Regions from separate parts of the Mus musculus genome. Here region 2 is linked to region 1. Evidence: chromatin contacts called from public HiChIP or PLAC-seq data. All regions are on one chromosome and are shown on one strand. The core of a region is the stretch at or near the end of the contact, and the rest is flanking DNA. Distances in the headings are between cores, read along the strand shown. Region 1 overlaps Ets1 (E26 avian leukemia oncogene 1, 5' domain). Region 2 has its middle 43 kb from the start of Gm27162.

Region 1 (2,567 bases), core at 31-2,530:
TTCTCTGGAGTCCCAGATCATGCTGAGAAGCAGGGGAAAGCAAAATTCTTGTATGTATTATTTTTGGCAAGATCATTTCTGACGAAGAAGAAGAAGAAGAAGAAGAAGAAGAAGAAGAAGAAGAAGAAGAAGAAGAAGAAGAAGAAGAAGAAGAAGAAGAAAAGAAGAAGAGGAGGAGGAGGAGGAGGAAGAAGAAGAAGAAGAAGAAGAAGAAGAAGAAGAAGAAGAAGAAGAAGAAGAAGAAGAAGAAGAAGAAGAAGAAGAAGAAGAAGAAGAAGAAAATCTGTGACAATTAGCAGATTTAAGACTTGGTAGAAGGTCTTCAGGGTTGGTGATGTACAAGCAGGAGACCCAATAAAAGACACAGGCAGTTAGGACCTGGTTCTATCGCTGTTTAAATCACTGGTGTTTCTGCTTTCCCACTACCTCTTGACAAGGTCTTCAAGAAAGGAATTCCAACTTGCAAAGCAGTTTGCTTGCTTTGGAGGCTGAGGTTTAAATGCCACCTGAAAGGGTGAATAGAGTTTGTGGAAATCTGTTTTATTAAGAAGCAAGAGTCTTCAAAGGCCATAGGTAAGGCTTAATAGGATGCTCAGGAATAGGAAGCCCATCCATATTAAAAAACAAAAAACAAACAAACAAAAAACCACAGTGATGCAGAGAAGAGAGAGCCAGCCCTCCAGACAGTGAGATAGGGCAGGGTCTGAACTGAAAGGCAGAGGCTATGCACAGGGGCGAGTTCTGAGGGCCAAAGGCTGCCCAGGGAGAGGTGATCTCTCCCATAGTGCAATTAGGCCTCCTGTTTGACCCCTGACTTTTGCCCCACAGGATATTTATGGTCTCTGGACAGGCAGCTAGGGGGCAAATGAAGGGATATAGACTCTGAAGGCCCTTAGTAGGGAAAGAACTAGAAGGAGAGAACTGAGGTGGAGGGGGGGGCAGGGATGGAGAGAAGGTAGGAGAAGGGAGACAAGGAGAGAGGGAGGGAGGGACAGCAGGCAAACAAGCTGGCTTTCCTAACAGCAAGGACTCTCCTGGCAGGGAGTGGTGCCCTTGCTTACACCCCACCTATCTAGAACTCCCATTAGCCTCTTGCAATCTAAATCTAAGTTCAGAATCTCATCTGTTTCTTAAGCAGATGTGCCACCACAAACCAAGGGGACAGCAGGCAGGTCAGGCAGGCCAGGCCTCTCCCCTCCCAGAGTCAGCAGTGGCAGCTGCCCAAGGTGGGGCCTGGATACCCCACTTCGGGGCGGGCCGCTGGGGCGCTGCTTGGCTGGCAGTGCCGGGGTTAACCCGGCAGCCCTGCGGAGCAAAGATTTCTGTTTTATTTCAGCGGGGGAAGTGTGTGCTGCCTGATTAGCTGGATGGTTTCCTCTTTTCCCATAACCTCCAGACCCCCACGGCCCAAGTGTTTACTCTCTGAAATAAAAAATCTGCTGGTGTTTTTCTTTTTGTGTGCTCGTGTATTTTGGGAGGATTGCAGAGGAGGAAGGCGGGGTCGGGGTGAGGGACCAGCCTGGGGGAAGGGAGGGCGCAGCCTCCAGCTGCAGAAGCTGCAGCTCAAGAAAGCAACTTCTTAACGAGGGAGCTGGTCTCTTGCTCTGGCAGCTATAAACACACTGAACATCTGGAGGCCAAGAGTCTCTCCCGGCCAGACGTGAGCACCACAGGCTGTCCCTGCCCGGCCGTCCCCACCCCCTCGGCTCTCACACCCCCTCTCAACTCAGATCAGCCCCAGCCCTCTCACATCATCCACCCACCCGACCATTTCCATTCACAGAGATCCGCAGCGCCCGCTAGCAGCCGGCCCGCGGGAGCTGAGAGGAGACGAGCAGGCGACGCCAGCCAGCAGTGGCCACCCCGCCCCCGCCCCTGTTCCAGAAGAGGGGTCAAACTGCTAGAATCCAATAAGAACTTGGTGCCCCGGGGACCTTTTCCCAACTCGGACTAAATATTTGCGGTTTGAAGAAGTTAAGAGAACTCCCCCGCCCCTCCAGAGCCCCCTGAGAGTTCCAGTGCAATGCTGTTACTTCCTTGGCTTTTTTGAGAAACAAGGAATTTATCTATCAGGTGGTCAGGCCAACAGAAGGCTTGCATGCTAATTGTCACTCTGCTCGCCCTGCTGAGATGAGACGCTCTTTCTGCACCTGGGTCTCCTTCCTTTCCCAGCACCGAGGAAAGGATTCATTCTCTCACACACAGCCAGCCAAAGTCCTGACTTTTCCTTAGCATAGCTCCAGTGAGCCCCAATCCCAGAATGCCCTGGGTACTTCTTCTCAGGTACCCCTCTCTTTTTACTGGTGAAACGAGTTATAGTGGGGACAATGTTGGCAGATGTAATATATGTGTTATATATGATAGAAAAAGAGGAGAAGGAGAGGGCACGGGGGGGGGGGCGGGGGTGGAAAAAAAGGAGGAAAGAGAGAGCCTGAGGGTAGGATGTGCCTTGGGCAATGAGAAAGTAGTCAAAGCTTTTTAGGTCAGAGTCAGACACCTTCTTTCTCTGGCTCCTTTAACTTCATCGTTGAACTATGGTTCATAGGAAGGGTGGCATTTATTGTCCA
Region 2 (2,567 bases), core at 48-2,547, 300 kb before region 1:
TACACGCAAAGAAATGAACATTGTTCAGCTGAGCTACTCAGGTAAACATTTTAGTTAGCTGCTGAAGAAGAGGAATGTAATGTGAAGCTTATAATAGATGTGTTAGTAAAACACGGGGTATGGGTGGGAAGTCAGATCAGTGGGTCTCTGGGACACAGGTTGTGGTGACTAGGAAAAGAAAATTTCTGGTATTACATGTTCTATCATTGTGATCATGCTCATTATTGAATGGATGTACAAAAATATTCCAAAATTATTAAATGTCACACTAAAAATAAAAACCAGCAGGTCATCTTAATTTTATAAGTGATTGTAATAAATTCAAAAGATGATAAACATCTCCAAAACCAGTTGACCAAAGCTAATTTTACCTTAAAAACCAAAATAGATTAGGATGGCTTGGGGGTGTCCTGGGCCATGACTAGAGTCCTTTGCTGGAGACAAACTTGCAGAAGAGTTGGCAGCACCTCCCTGCAAATGGATTTACAACCCACTGCTGGCTCCTGGAGCGGGAGAGACCCCAGGTCCCCCATCTATGTGTGCTCCAGCTGTTCTGCTCTTGAAGTTTACTGAATAAGCAACTGTTTGGAGACAATTTAATTGTAATGAGCCTTCATAGCTAAGTGGTCTTTTATTAGCTCGAATGCAGTTCGATAGTCAGAAGGGGCCACCTTCCCCCAGCTGTCTTCCAGTACTTCTCTGTTAGGGTGAAATATGACTTTAATAGCGTCACACCTGGAGAAATGCTCTCTAAGGCAGCAGCATGGATACCCACCCTCCCCCACTGAAAAATCGGCTTTTGTTTCTTTATTCCTCTGGGCTGGGCTTGGCAGCTCTTTGAATGATCAGATTGGTTTTAAAGTCAATAGAAACGTAGCGTATAAAAAGCAAAAAATCATGTTTTGGAGCTGACTTACATAATTTAAATAAAATACGGTGGTGGGTGTGGTAGGGGAATAGAACAAATAGACCATGAACACTCGTCTTAGAATTTCTTTATTCAGTATGTGTCCAGGGAAAAACGCAGGATAAACAACTCCATCAAGTGCAGGTTTAATGTCTCTTGGGCCCCGAAGCATGGGAAAAGTCACAATGGGCCAAAGCCTGCTGGTCTCGAATCTGTGGGAACTACTCTGCTAGAGAGTTACAAAGACAGCTAATAAAGCCAAAGGCCCAACTGGACTTTGATTCCTAATACAAAGTAACTTCCGGGAATGGAACACAAAACTCACTCAGTGCGCGTAGCGCAGATAAGTGTTTTATCATCCTCCAAATAAGTCCCAGACAGCTGCTTTGGACACTCTGAACTCTGTGGCCTTAGGCACCATCCACCCTAGTTTCAATCTCTAGTCTTTACCATGGTAACCACTGCTCAGGGCCATTCATAACTTTGAGAGTCACACGGGTCTTGTCTCTCTGGCTGCAAAGTCTGTGATCTTCGTGCTCACCCTACGGCAGCAACTGGGTGGAAACATGTTTTCGTCCTCTGTTCCTGCGCTACTGGAGGATCTTAACAAGAATTTATCCCTGATATCTCCGGCCTTCTCAGGATGAAAGAAGTTCACGGCTTATACTGACTGAACCATTTTGGTCTTCCTCCCTTCCTCTCAGCCACAGAGGATCAAATTTCCTTTCACACGCATGTACTTCCCCAGGATGCTGGGTCTGTGTTCTCAGTCACACATGACATACAGTGGCAAGATCTAAATCTCTCCACTCTCACATTAAAACATCCCAGATCTCCCTGGAGATCAATCCAAGGCCTGTGGAGAACTAGAAAGTAGCTTCAAGTTGTTCCTTGGGGAGTTGAGTCTCTTGGCTTCTCCTCTAAGCAGCTGGTGTTACAACAGCGGGGAAAGGCAGGCAGGAAGGAATGAGTAAGGACTCTTGAAATACAAATTTCTAATTGCGGAGGGGAAGAGAGCGGGAGTATTTGGGAGTCAAATATTTTTTAGTTACTAAGACTTTGGGTCAAACTCCACATTGCTGTTTTTCTCAAGCAAAGTCCTTCTCTCCCAGTTCCTCCCAGTATTCTCCTGCTTTTGACCACTGCTGTCATTGCGTACTGGAAGGCCTTTAGGAACTGTCATCTCCATTTCATTTGAATGGCATTTACTTGCTTTGCTCTCAGACAGAATTGCCAGTGCTTCATAATCAAGGCCTGGTCTTACTTAATAGTACGAGAGTGAAAGGGATGCAGGGAGGGTTTATTGTTTTTCTAATGATATTCACATGAGCTGCTGTGTTCCCATTAAAACGGGGCCGGGGTATGCTTAGATTTTATAAGGAAGCATAATGGCCAGGCACTATGGCTACGTTTGGGTTCCTCATATGGCTCTTTGGAAATGAGCCAGCATGGCAGGCAGAAAGAGGATGGTTTAGTTTTAACATGTAGACGTTCTCCAATATTTTTCTTCAATAAATGGGGAAAAGAGATTCTTCTAAACTAAAATCAAAACTGAGATGAGCCGAGCTTATCTCAAGCATAGAGAGTTTAGGGCGTGGCTGGAAGAACTTTATAGTGCAAATCCTTCTCACGTTATAAAACTGTCTTTGCCAAAGATGGG

Evidence for each region. HiChIP or PLAC-seq counts read pairs in DNA pulled down with a chosen protein or histone mark.
Region 2: an H3K27ac HiChIP or PLAC-seq map of heart atrium shows a contact between it and region 1, with 7 times the contacts expected there. The contact joins two enhancer-like sites. A contact is called at or near these places in 1 of 484 Hi-C or Micro-C datasets (uterus) and 3 of 115 datasets of contacts at active chromatin or transcription factors (bone marrow-derived macrophages, craniofacial prominence and heart atrium).

The regions. Positions count from the first base shown.
Region 1 is chr9:32,671,429-32,673,995 of GRCm38.p6, reverse strand. The region is part of intron 3 of Ets1 (E26 avian leukemia oncogene 1, 5' domain); the gene reads right to left. Among named protein-coding and RNA genes, the nearest start is that of Ets1, 36 kb to the right of the region's middle. Within about 2 kb of position 1,280, at least 187 of the 459 cell types and tissues checked have an H3K27ac peak or open chromatin away from gene starts, as enhancers often do. A contact at or near this core is called in heart atrium, where this site is marked.
Region 2 is chr9:32,970,796-32,973,362 of GRCm38.p6, reverse strand. No RefSeq gene overlaps it. Among named protein-coding and RNA genes, the nearest start is that of Gm27162, 43 kb to the right of the region's middle. Within about 2 kb of position 1,297, at least 26 of the 459 cell types and tissues checked have an H3K27ac peak or open chromatin away from gene starts, as enhancers often do. A contact at or near this core is called in heart atrium, where this site is marked.